2 separate regions of the Mus musculus genome follow, and region 2 is linked to region 1. A link is a contact called in public HiChIP or PLAC-seq data. All regions are on one chromosome and are shown on one strand. The core of a region is the stretch at or near the end of the contact, and the rest is flanking DNA. Distances in the headings are between cores, read along the strand shown.

The links. HiChIP or PLAC-seq counts read pairs in DNA pulled down with a chosen protein or histone mark.
Region 2: a contact with region 1 is called in an H3K27ac HiChIP or PLAC-seq map of thymic regulatory T cells, with 3 times the contacts expected there. The contact joins the enhancer-like site here to the promoter of Rara in region 1. A contact is called at or near these places in 3 of 115 datasets of contacts at active chromatin or transcription factors (bone marrow-derived dendritic cells, large pre-B cells and thymic regulatory T cells) and 2 of 9 other capture datasets (embryonic stem cells and liver).

What each region holds. Positions count from the first base shown.
Region 1 is chr11:98,936,239-98,942,728 of GRCm38.p6, reverse strand. It overlaps Rara (retinoic acid receptor, alpha), which reads right to left and starts at 5,033. Exons shown (of 9, transcript NM_009024.2): 1 at 4,850-5,033. Gm46294 reads left to right here and starts at 483. Exons shown (of 3, transcript XR_003949771.1): 1 at 483-676; 2 at 4,527-4,805; 3 at 5,188-5,466.
Region 2 is chr11:99,184,294-99,190,794 of GRCm38.p6, reverse strand. No RefSeq gene overlaps it. Among named protein-coding and RNA genes, the nearest start is that of Gm32249, 19 kb to the right of the region's middle. Within about 2 kb of position 3,759, at least 35 of the 459 cell types and tissues checked have an H3K27ac peak or open chromatin away from gene starts, as enhancers often do. A contact at or near this core is called in bone marrow-derived dendritic cells and thymic regulatory T cells, where this site is marked.

The DNA.
Region 1 (6,490 bases), core at 3,784-6,283:
CAGAACTCACTGTCTCCCCACCATAAAACACCAGGACCCAGTGGCCCAGAGTCCTGTACTTTCCAGCTTGGATCCCAAGAAGCCACAAACACCCCGGGGAGGAAGGAAGGAGACAGAGGAAGGCAAGGGCCTATGAAATGAGGTCTGAAGAGGCAAAAGGACCCAGACTGAGGGGATGCGGCTACTAAATCAGTCTCACACAGTCATGGCCACAAGTCAGTCTTCCCAACACAGTCTGAGTAGGTGGCTGTGACTCCTTCCCACAGACAGACGTCTCGGGGCCCTGAGGACCTGAGTCGTCAGAGACCACACACACACACACACACACAGACAGCATGAAAGGGCCCCCTAGTCAGGCCTCCCAAGTGCCCCCCTCCCAATTGTGGGCCTTGAGGGGAGGGGCAGGTCCCTCCCCACAAAAACCAGGGGTAGTGCCTACGGGCGGCCATCGCCATGGCAACCAACAACAAACATCCCAGGAACCACAGTGGGACAGGAAGTGATGAGCACGTGACAGGAAGCCATTTTTTTCCTCCCCTCGCTGTTAAGGGGGGTGCTGACTGGAGAGTTTGCAGCCTTTGGGGAATCAGCTGTCATCCCCCAACATCCCCCTACCTGGAGCTGGCGAGAAGAGGGATCAGCTAGGAGGGTGGCCACTCCCACCACTGTGTGCACGGTCAGTTCATACAAGGCTCACGGGGCCCTCCTTCTCCACCTGCCACTCAAGGTTACCCCCCCTCATTCCCCCTCCTCTCCACTTCCTGCCGTGACTGGAGATCAGAGAACTCCATGCCACAGCTTCCTCTTCTCAAGTCTCGATTCCTGGGCTGAAGGTTTCGCTGTGGGGCAAGGGACAGAAGGGCTGGGGACCTGCAGCAGGGCCCAAGGGGCAGATGCTCCAGTGGGAGGGGCCCCCTAATAGGTATCTACTCACAGGCACACAATGAGTAGGTCACCGAGACACACTGAGGCTGCCTGACCTTAGACAACTTTTGGGGGAAGAGGGAGCCAGGGCTAGAGGATCTAACCAGTACCCCACGCACCCCACATGGGTCCTATCGTGAGCCTACCGGTTCATTTTGGTTTTTCTGGCGGCCTCCAAGCAGGCAAATTCCCAAATGCCCAGCCCCTCCCACCACTCCCCTGCCCTTTGTGCTGAGGAATCCCCGCTCCAAGGTGCCCGCCCAGACGAGGGCACCTTGGCTGAGGTGAGAGGGAATGGAACCTCCCTCCCCTCCCCTCCCTCCCCTTCTCTGCAGATGTCCCAGGCTATATTTAGCTCAAACCGGGCGGCCAGCCAGCCCCAGACTCCCCACCGGCCGAGAGCTGAGCTCCCAGTTTTTATGCAATTAAAACATTAAGAGAACCACCCCATCTGCCCCCCATGTACGTGTACACACACACACACATACACAGAAAGAGAGAGAGAAAGAGAGAGAGAGAGAGAGAACCCTGTCAAGGCAGCAGAGCTCTAAGAACTTCAAGGAGGGCTGCCTGACTCTACGGCAGCCTATGATAGGGTAAAGGGGTCCCTCAGGCAGGATAGGAGCATCAGAACTCCAATTAGGTTGACATGGGGGAGGTGGGGGGATGTGCTTTCCTAGTTCCAACCAGGAAGGCATATCCAGTGGAGGTGGGGGGCTGGCTGCAGAAATTCCACCTGTCATTTTGCAGCCCCTCACTGGCCAGCTCCAGTTACAAGGCTGGGGTTGGCAACAGGTGCTGGCCAGGCTGGCAGCAGACTAATCCCCCATCAGCTCCTGGGAGCCTGGAGGTCCAGCAGGGGGCTTTGGGGGCAGATGCTAAATGGAAGGAGGTATCTCAGAGCAGTCTCAGGACCTCTGCAGGAGGCAGCCCCTAAGTGATGGAGGAAGCAGGGAAGCCAGGCAAAACCTACAAACACCTATTTCATCTTCCCTGTGATGCCAGGCCGGCGGGCGCACTAGAGTCTGGGAGGTCTGTCTGCCTGCCTGCCTCTTCCTCCTCCTTACTAAATTCCTGGAACAGGCAAGGGAGGTTCCAGTTGCAAAGAGAAGAGAAGGCAGGCGGTCCCAGCTTTGGGGAGGGGGGGGAGATCCAAGGAGGGGTGTGGGGACCAGAGAGGGAGGCAAGAGCCAGACAAGAGCCAGACGAAGCAAGAGACACCCACACCCTAACCAGACTAGGGACACACACACACCCACACTGACATATTCTCACACTCTGGGCCAGGTCCCCCTCACGCCTCCCACCCTGCAGGGACACCCAGACACCCTCAACTCATCTTGCCAATTCCCAGAACACCTCCTTAGACACACAAGGAGATCCAGACCCTGCCCTGCCCTGCCCCCACAGCCCACAGAAAGCGTGTGGGCTCCAGACAGCAGCAGGAGGGCGGGTGGAGGGAAACACAGGAGGAAAAGACAGCAGGCGTCAGCTAGGATGTGTAGCCAAAGCCTCTGCAAGCTGGGGGTATCAGTGGCTATGCTTCTTTCTCAAGACTTGGTAAGTCAAGACAACCTCGGTCATCTTGCCAGAGGCTCTTGCCACAGCTTCCCACACTCTCAAAACCACCACCACCAGCCAGGGGTGGGGTGCTGGGAGCAAATCATTGTACTTACTTGTCAAAGGGATGGGATTGCCTTCCCCAGCCACCATCACCCTACATCCTAGGCAGTGCTCCCCAGCAGACCGTAGGGAGGACTCAGCGCACCAGGGCCCCCTCCAATTGAGAAGGGGTCCCTCTCTGCTCAGGCATCCCCGGGGGCATTAAGGCTATTCCGAGCCCTGCCCGCATGACGCCTAACTCTGAAGACTATCCATCTAAAACCCCAGTTCCTGAACAGAGTCACCTGGTAAGAAAAAAACGCAGAAGGCAGAGCCAGCTTCAGAGAGCAAACGGTTAACGGAAGCGTCCGTGTCAGTGTCCCCCCCACCCCCACCCAAGCAGACCTGAAGGCTACTCAAGTGTCCTCACCCCCTCACTAGACAGGCTGACAGGAACAACGTCATGGCGTGTGTGGGTGACTGTGCCCACCGGAGGAGGCACAGGGGTGATCAGGATGAGCTACAGCTAGCTTCCTGCCAGGCTGCCACATGGTTAAGAGGAGGAGGTGAACCAGAGAGGGATCCCAGAGTGGCAGCAGGTGCATTCAGGGTCAGATGAGAGAGAGAGAGAGAGAGAGAGAGAGTCAGAGCTGTGGCAGGCAAGGCCCAGCCCGGGGGGCTTCACTGAACTGCGACCAGCTCCTGCAGTGTGGGTCTTCTGCATACACCACAGGTTCACACCCTCCAAGTGCCTGCACACCCACCATCGTAGGCTCCCAAGGGCCTACTTGAGTCTGACCCCACTGACCGCTCTGCTTCCCAGCCCAGCCTCCCAGGCAGCAGTGATGTATATGCCAACCCCTCCCAGTGCATCATCTTTCAGAGACACAAACTCTGTGACTCCACATCCCCCCCTATTCCTCAGGAGAAAGAGCTACATAGATAACTCCAGAACCTCTTCTTGCTCCCTCCCCCTACTCATCTCCACCCCTCCAGGGGAAGCCCCAAGGCTCCAGGCCACCCCCACTCGAATCTGGGCCTTCCGTGCTTCATCTCCATACAAAGCCCTGGAGGAGTAAGAGGAGTTTGGGGGTCTGAACCCTAATTTCCTCACAGGACATCAGAGTCCTTACTGGATAATATCCTCCCCCGCCACTCCCCCACTCGCGTGCCCCAAGTTTTGCCTTGTGAAGATAAAAGATGACAAATCTGAGTCCCATCCCCGGGCTGATGGGGTGATCAAGGGCAGAACTGAGAGCAAAGGGTAGCAATTCTGTTGGAAAACATCCACACATACATGTGCACACGGTCCACAGGTAGAAGGTAGCCATCTGGCTGCAACATCGGGAGCTGGCATCAGGTAAGGAGCAAGGGGTACCATCCCTTCCATGCCAGCATGCTGGGCATCCTATCCAAGACGGGATGAATAGTGGAGGGGCAGGGCAAGAAACTTCCCAAGACTCAGTTTGTTGTTGTTGTTGTTGCTTTTTAAATTATTTCCATATGAGCTAGCCCCCACCCCCAGCCTTGCACACTGGGGAATCTGTCCCCCTTTCCCACGAACAGTAAGACAGCAGGGCAGTGCCCAGAGAGAAAAGGAGACACAGTTAAACTGATCTGCCAACCACCCCTCAACATACACACATCTGGCTAGCAGCTTCCAAGCCTCGTGGGTGGCACTAAATCCCAGACATCCTCAGCGAAGCAAGGTCGGCCAGTCTATTCTGTCCTTCCCTCACCCCAAAAGGCTTCCACAAGCCCCAAGTAACACAAAACTCAGGCGCGTCTCACCCAACTGCTCTGGCTCCCGCACCCAATTCTGACGGCTCCCCCACACTCCAACCGAGACACCAGCTGAGCGGGCCCCGCCCCCCCAGCCAGTTCCCTCTGGTGGGGGTGGGCCCCTGGCTGATTCTCCCCAAACCACAGGGCGGCTCAGGTAACAGGAGAAAGAGTAGGAGGGGGCTAGTCCGTTGGGCATCTGATCTCTCCCCAAACAGGTTTCAAGAAGTCTTTTTGTTTGGTTTGGGTTTGAAGAGAAAAGAGAGTTCCCAGCAGTAGATCCGCCACGACTGGAGCGCCGAGGACACGCGCGGCAGGCGGCCGCAGAAGCCTCAAGGCTGTGCGCGCGAAGACGCGGCGCAGACGGGGCTCCCCAACCCCGGACACGCCAGCGGCAGGCTGGGAAGTCCAGGAAACCCCAGGTCCCCGTCGAAACTGCCGGGCACCCAGTCCCCGCCCGCAGTTCCCATCCAGAGTGGGCCACCGGGCCCCGAAGTGTGAGAGAATCGAGGGTTCCCCAGGGTTCCAGGGGAGAGGTTACCTCGAAGCGAGGGGATGCAACCCGTCTGCGTGTCTGCGGGCACAGGGTCTGCCCCAAGCAGGCGCCGCGGCGCTGCCCGGCGTCAGGGGTGTGGGGTCCTCCGAGAGGAGCCGTCCGGGGGGCCGCAGCTCAGGGGCGCGGGGCGACGGCAGCGGCCATGGCGAGTCACGTGCAGAGGCTGAAACTTTACCCGGAGCCCTAGACTGGGGGGGGCGGAGGGTATGGAGCTGGGGTGGGAGGGAGGCCCCCCTGCCGCAGGCCCGCCCCTGCATGCCACGGGCCAATCACTAACCGGGGGCGGGTCCTCATGCTCACACCCGCCCCTCTCTCCTTAATAGACCCAGGGAAGGGCGAGTCTTAAAGGAGACGCTTCCAGCTAGTGGCCGGACCGTGGGAATCTGGGAGAATCCCTCCCTCAACACGCCAGAAAGAGATTCGGGGTGTGTGTGTGTGGGGGGGGGGGCGGTGTGAAGTTCAGAGAAAAGAATAAATTACGACTCGGCGGTGAACGAACCTCAGGGTGCGGGATCCTACACACACTCCCTTTCCCCACCCCCCACCCCGCTACACGCCCACACTCACAGAGACACACACACATCACACACACCTACCAAACCTGGGAAGAAAGGAGGTGGTGTAATATGGAGAACGCACTGACTCCTGCCCCAGCTGTCAAGTCTCTGTCTCTCCTAATCACAATCCTCCGGGGCCAGCTGAAACTGAAAGCTATCTGACCTTGAGCAAAACACTTGGCTCCTCTGGACCTTAGTATTTCTCATCTGTAAAGCCGAAGTACAAAGGGAAGACCGTCTTCTCCATAGAACATCCTTCTTTCCCAAACACCTCTCCGGCTTGAGTAGGTTAGAGGAAATTTCTAGCTCAACTGAATCCCTTCGAGTAGCTAGAAATATGGTCACCCCAAGCCAGCTCTTTGGACGGCCTGGAGTCGCTCTCCATTCTAGAAGACCCACTTGAGGGCCGAGGGCAGTTCATACATGTTCCAGGAGGACAGGATCTGAACCACACTCCATCTCCAGACCTCAATTCCCAACTGTCACAAGCCCCCTCCGGGCCAGCCGGAGGTTAAGGTTTCCACCTCTAACACTGCACTGGAGGAGGGTGAGTCCACTATGCAGTGCCTACCTCACCCGAGTTCCCGGGCAGAGAAGTGGCAACTGCCCCCCACAGGACATCCCACTGGCAAGGGAAGTGCCACACACCCAGGCCTCCACCCTGGGGACGCTCAGTCTAATCCGATGTCCGGATTTTCAGACTAAGAACAGGAGGTCCGAGGCCCATATGGGATTTTGTCCACGGTTGCATGGGTGTCTGAACCGGGCCTAGAACTAGAATATCTGCTTGTCTCTCTGTGGCTTTGCTCTGGCGGCCTTGGAAGGTAGGTAGCACAGCTCAGGTCCGTGGGACACTCTGTCCAGAGGTCGGACGCAAGGGAAAACTCCGCAAAGCGGTGCAGCGCTTCCCCAGACCCTTGCCGCCCCGCTGGGCTAGCGCAGTCTCCCGCTCCCGTCTGGATTTCCGCCGGGGCGAACCACCCGCCCAGCCCCTCTCTTGCCGCCCCGCCCCGATCTGTCCCGTCCAGATCCATCCACAAACATGCGCTCAGCAGGCAAGAATGCGTCA
Region 2 (6,501 bases), core at 2,510-5,009, 250 kb before region 1:
CCAGTACCCACCCTCACCCTGTCCTGTGGGGTGTGGAAGACTTTGCACTGCCACTAACCTATCACACACACACACACACACACACACACACACACCTGCACACCTGTTTCCTAGGGTCTTTGTTAGGTCTCTCATCCCGGGTGTCAAGAAAGAAGCTCAAGCCGGACAACAGAAGGATTTCTGGCAGGTTGGTAGAGGCCAGCAGTCCTCAATCATTGCCTTGCCTCCAGCAGAAGGGAAATGACTCTCCATTGATAAGAACACCTATAGCACTTATCAGCACATCAAAGCCCATCCTGCCTCCAGGCTCCCTCAGTCTCTACTACTCACTAGTACTTGTTAGACACCTCAAAGCCTTCCTAATGGCTTACTGTCTCTCCTCACCTCCCCAGGCTTCCTATCTCCCAGATACCCACTCACTCTCCACGTAATGGCATAATGGCAATGTTGTCCCCAACCTCCCTCTCCTGCTCCTCCATCTCTCTATTCCTCATCCTCTGCTCTCGAGCCCTGGCCATATCCAAACCGTTTCTCTTTCTCTCTTCTCTGGACAATTCCAGATGCCTCTGGATAATTTCCCTCCCTTATTCACAACCAAAACATTTAATGGAGTGGCCCACGCGAGCAGTTTCTTTACTGCACCCCCCTTGCATACAGTCTTCATTCTCTATAAGGTTCTACTGTTCCATAAAACGTTTACATTTTTTGCATGATTTTTTTTTCTTGTTAATCTGTCTTTTGTTACAGAAATCCAGGCAAGAACTCAAAAGGGTTAAAGTTGGGTGAGGGAGAGTCCCTTGCTTACAAAATCAACTTTTCCACTCCTGGTCTGAGTTGTTCTAGGTCAGTGCAGCTGAAATGCCGGATAGTTAGCACAGGACCGTTTGGAAGTCTGGTAGCCTGCAACAAGCCAACTTATTTACAAGCATTTTACTGCACTAGGATCAAGAAAGGAGAGTAAGCCTGGCCTGGAGGCTCACACTGAACGACTTCAGCACTTGGAAGTTGACGTTGGAAGATTGCTGTGAATTTGAAGCCAGTCTGGCGGGCTACATGAGTTTCAGGCCAGCATGGGCCACACTGTGAGACCCAGTCTCAAAAAAAGAAGGAAGAGAAGAGCCAAGGGGGAGCGGGACCAGAGAAGTTTACAAGCATAGGGACTGCATCTCACCCAAGCATCCTTTCTCTGACAGCACTTCCTGATGGGAAGGTTAAGGGGAGAAGCAATAATCCCAGGGCTGATAGCGCCTGTGATGCGCTGTTACAAACCACCTGAAGTGGCAGGTTAGGAGCCGCCTCTTCTGCTTGGCCTCTAGCGCCCTCTACAGGAGCTTGGCAAGAACTGGCCGCAGGGACCTCGGACAAAATCTGACTCCGCTCAGTTTGAGATTGAGGAAGGGCATTTTACCACAACTGTGGGAAAGTCCCTGGGCTAACTGAAACAAGTTGGTCATCTCGCTAAATAAAGCTGAACCTAAGCTATATACAGGGATCGGACAGGGACCCGTGCGACCCTACCTTCATCTTTACGGTTGAAATGAGAACAGAGAATGAAAATGGGAACTTTCTGACTCAGTCAGTGGGACAGAACGCTGTGTCAGCCGTGGCAGCCCAGGCTGGGCAGAGAGGCTGGTAACTTTAAGTTTCCTTTGGGCCGTTAATCATTGGTCTTTCACTCATTCAACATTATTCAGTATCTGCCAAGAGCCTTACTTGGCTCAGATGAGGTCCAGTGTGATATGGTCCCCGTGCTTTGTCAAGTGGAAGAGCAATTTGAGCATAGGACAGGACCCAGGTGGCTACAGGACCTCCGAGTTGCACACTGGAGCACCAGGGCCAGCTCCCAGGGTAGCCTCTCCCAGTCCAGTGCCCTCTGCTTTGCACTGGAAAAGATTGATTCGGAGTCAGAACAACTTTGAAAGCCCGGAGGCCTGGGTGGAGTGGGGGGTAGGGATAAATCATATAAAAGTGTGTTTTTATACATTCCAGTGTCAGTGTTTGGGAAAGACTGTTCTGTGGCCTAGTTGTATTGAGAATAAGGGTATGTGACATGGATTGTAGATGAGACTGGCTGGGAAGGACACATCATGGTGGCTTTCTCTTACTTCCTTTGGGCTTGGGCTTGGGCTTGGTTAGGGTTTGGAGTCTCAGGACTGGAAGAGGAGCAGGAGGTCACAGTGGTTAGAAGAGGTGCCAGACGTTCTGCTGGACAAAGATCAAGTGCAGGGGCCATTTGTCATTCTTTCGGGGCTAAAGAAAAGCATACTGCCCAGGGTCCCTTCCCACTCACGCTCAAAGACAAGCCCTGGACCCCTGGGCAGGATGACTGCTCCAAGGGTGGGATTCAGTCTGGGCTGAGAACCAGAGCTCTTCCCAGTCTCCTCCCCTCCACTTCTCCCCTCTTGTTCCAGCTTAGCCCTGTCCCATCTCCTTCTCTCTGTTTTCTAAGAGAGAAGGGCCCAGTTCTAAGAACTCTCCGCCAGCCATCCCTCCGAGGGACAGTCATCCTCCTCCTGCCTTCTCTGCCTCACAGGACCACACAGGTGAGAGCCACCCAAGGTTTCTCATTTCTTTCTTCGGTCTTCACGATTCTCCTCGGAGCTGGGCCCAAGGCTCCTGCTGCTCAGAGCTTTCCCCTTTCCCTGGCTCTGCAACACTGATAGCAAATCCTGACTTGCATACAACGGAAGGCAAATCCTGCCTGACAGCCTGTCTGCTCTTCTGTGCTCGGGAAGACACGGGGGTAAAAGAAGAGGTAGGGAGGCGAACTCCACCTGAGGGTCTGGAGAGATAAAGTCTCACGGGGCCAGGATTTTAGACTCAGGGGACCCTTAACCAAGGCCCTTGGGAATGATAGACCAGTTTGTTGGCCTGGGGAGCACACAGAACGCTTTGTAAATGGGCTATGACATTATAGAAATCAACCAAGCCTGCAGGGTTGGGAGGAGGGTTAGTTTTTAGGGTGAGACCGGAAAGATTCTACACAGGTTTGTGCCGGCGACTTCTGTCTCTGTTGGTACACAGTGGGGTGAATGATGGGGGAGTGGAGGGGAATGGTGACCTTTGAAGATGATAACCTCTGACCCCAGAGCCTTGTTTCCAAGTAGATGAAGCTATTACATGTTCTGTGTTCCACCGCTAGTCTCTTTCCTTTAGGTTAACCTGTCCTTCTCTGTCAAGGGCTGCCTTCCCTGGGGAGAAGCCTTGAGCACTGAGATGGGGGTTGAGTGGAGAATTTGAGACAGTGACTTTCTTGATGTCCTAGGGGACTGAATGGACAAGAAGCATCCAGGTGTTTGTGGCCTTACGCAAATGCTCTCAGGCTTTCTGTGAAGTGCCATGCAGGAGGTGACGGAGCTGTGGTATAAGGCCGGCTCTTGTTTGCATTAAGTTGGCCTTGGGTCCCTATGCAGTTGAGAACCTGTTCTGGTGGCTTTTCTTCCTCCTTAATTATCGGGGCCCAATCTGAGTGCCCTGAGAATGCTACCTCTTGTTTATGGTCCTGCAAGGAATCTCAGAAACTCCAGCATCTCCCCAGACTGCATCATTCCCTCCTTCCCAAATGGCCAGACCTGAACCCTCTCCTAGGACTATCCCCCCTGTCAGAAACAAAAAGAATAAAATTGGGGCAGCTCAGAAGTCTACCTTCCACTGGGGGAGCTCTAAGGACCAAATGAGAAAGGCTGTGAATGGGGGAGCAGGCTACAGAAAAGCCCTAAGTGCTCCTCAAACCCAAGGGGGTTTTGGTTGTTGTTGTACTGTAAGAGGTACTGTAAGAGAACTCTCCCCTCTTGTTCTCACTTCCTCTTCTCTGCCTCAGGCCCAGGAAGGGGAAAATCCTTCAGATTCGCAGCTGACATAATAGAACTAAGACAACACTGGTAGAGTTCCATTCTCAACCAAGATTTTCTGAAAGACTCCGCAAAACTGGGTTCTGATGGTCCTATAATGATCATGGCCCTTAAAGAAAAAGAAAAAACAAAACAAAACAAAACACTGGATTGCTGGGCAGTGGTGGCACAAATCTTTAATCTGAGCATCCAGGAGACAGAGGCAGGCAGATTTCTGAGTTCAAAGCCAGCATGAACTACAGAGCGAGTTCCAGGACAGTCAGGGCTGCACAGAGAAACCCTGTCTTGAAAAACAAAATCAAAACAAACAAACAAAATCACTGGATCAGAAGAAACAATGTTAGAAGAACACTAAAGGCCTGCCAGTCTAACACTCCACTATACAGCCCTATGCAGATGTCCTCTAGGAAGGGAGAGTGACAGCCTTTTCCAGCAGCCCTGGAGAAGGCATTGGCCCCAATGTTATGCTAACTGCCTATGCCTACCATCCACTGGTTCTCAGTGTGGCTGTGATGGCATTTCAATTGCACAGAGAACCCAGGAATGCCCCTAGCCTGCTTCCCTTGCAACAGGGTCCAAGGGAAACCAGACTAAAGAATCAATAGAAAAAAATAGGGGTTCTCTGTAACTCCAGCAAGATTGGCACCAATGACATCATTAAGCTTAGGGAAGAGTTCCCCCATCTACTGAGAATCATAAAAAACAGTCATACTGTGTACTTATCCTTCAGGGTTAGCAAAGTTCAAAAGATGGTGCATGTCCCAAGGGGTTGGACTGTGTGAAGGTCATGAGTTGTGGCTGAAAAGTGGCCCTGGCTCACCTTTAAGAGACACTGAGCCTCATCACCTGCTGGATATGAACTACAACAATCTGATGAATGGCTACCCTGATGTTGAGATGCAATTTTGCCAAATCTCTACTTCCAACTACAGAGAGACATTACATGTTTGTCTTCTACCCAAAGATGTGGTCTATACATGTCCTCATAACCTGACTCATGGCAGGGATAGAGAAAAATTTGGTTAATTTCTATCCTTATGTCCCCAATGATGAATATATATCATATATTTGTGAACAAAATCTAGGAAAATGTCCAATGGAAGAGTGGATGGGTAAATGAGTGGCTAGGTTGGTGGGTAGATGGATGGATGGGTGAATGGGTGAATGGATGGATAGATGGATGGATGGATGAATGGGTAGATGGTGGGTGGGTGGATGGATGGATGGATGGATAGATGAATGGGTGAATGGATAGATGAGTAGTTAGATGGATGGGTAGGTAGATGGATGGTGTGATGACCAGGGAGTGACACCATCTGGAGGTGTGGCCTTGTTGGAATAGGATCTGGTTGGAATGGGTGTGTCACTGTGGGTGTGGGCATAAGATCCTAACCCTAGTTGCCTGGATGTCAGTCTTCCACTAGCAGCCTTTGGATGAAGACATAGAACTCTCAGCTCCTCCTGCGCCATGCCTGCCTGGATACTGCCATGCTCCCACTTTGATGGTAATGCTCCCACTTTGATGGTAATGGACTGAACCTCTAAACCTGTAAGCCAGCCCCAATTAAATGTTGGTTTTTTATAAGACTTGCCTTGGTCATGGTGTCTGTTCACCTAACTAAGACAGAAGTATAGATAAATGAGTGGATGGGTAGATGGATGGATGGATGGATGGATGGATGGATGGGTGGGTGGGTGAATGGATTGATATAGGTGTAGATACCAAGTGGTTATAGCCTGAGCCACCTGCTTCTAGGATTTTTGTATTAGAAAATATTAAAAGTCTTGGCCCAGTGCTTCCTCCCCACTTTAGACCATTTGTGTTCCCAGATGAAAGGCATACACAGCCTTCATATTTTTAATATGCCTTAGGCAGTACTGTAGCTAAGCACTTGCTTGCCCTCCATGCTGTTAGAATCTACTTTCCTATCAATACTACTAAGTTTCATCTAGGCTGCTCTTAGCTCCAACTGGCCAGCCCACATGGCCATATTTTTTACAGCTCAGCTAGCCCATGGTGGCTCTTCTTCCTCCTCTCCTCCATGTTCTCCTATTTAATAGTCGCTTCTCCTCCTCTTTCTCTCCCTCCTGGTCCTCCCTTCCAAAGCCTGCAACCCCCCAAATCTCAACCTCACCTATGCCTTTTCTGCCCAGCTATTGGCTACCGGAATCTTTATTCGCCAACCAGAATTAACCTGGAGGCAGGGTCCCAGGGACTACATGCAGACTCCAGGTCTTGGGGGCCTGGACTTAGCATTGCCATAGACAGTAAAAGACAAAACCTCAATACATTCTCTTTCAAGAACCTGTGTTCTTCAATAATAAGAGATGGAAGAAGTAGTTTAATGATAGAGTGCTTTGTGCATGACCCTGAGTTCTGACCCAGTACCGTAATAAGAAAATCAGAGAGAGATGAGTATGCCCTGAAACATAACTAGATGTGGGAAAGGCTTTGATTTCACCTGTCCACGGCACATTTGGAGGACATTGTACCTTTGTGTCTTGCTCCCCATGACCATGGCAACTCTTATAAAGGAAAACATCTAATTGGGTCTTGCTTACAGTTTCAGGGGTTTAGCCCATTTTTATCATGGTGGGGAGCATGGTAGCACAGAGGTACACATGGTCCTGGAGAAGGAGCTGCGGGTTC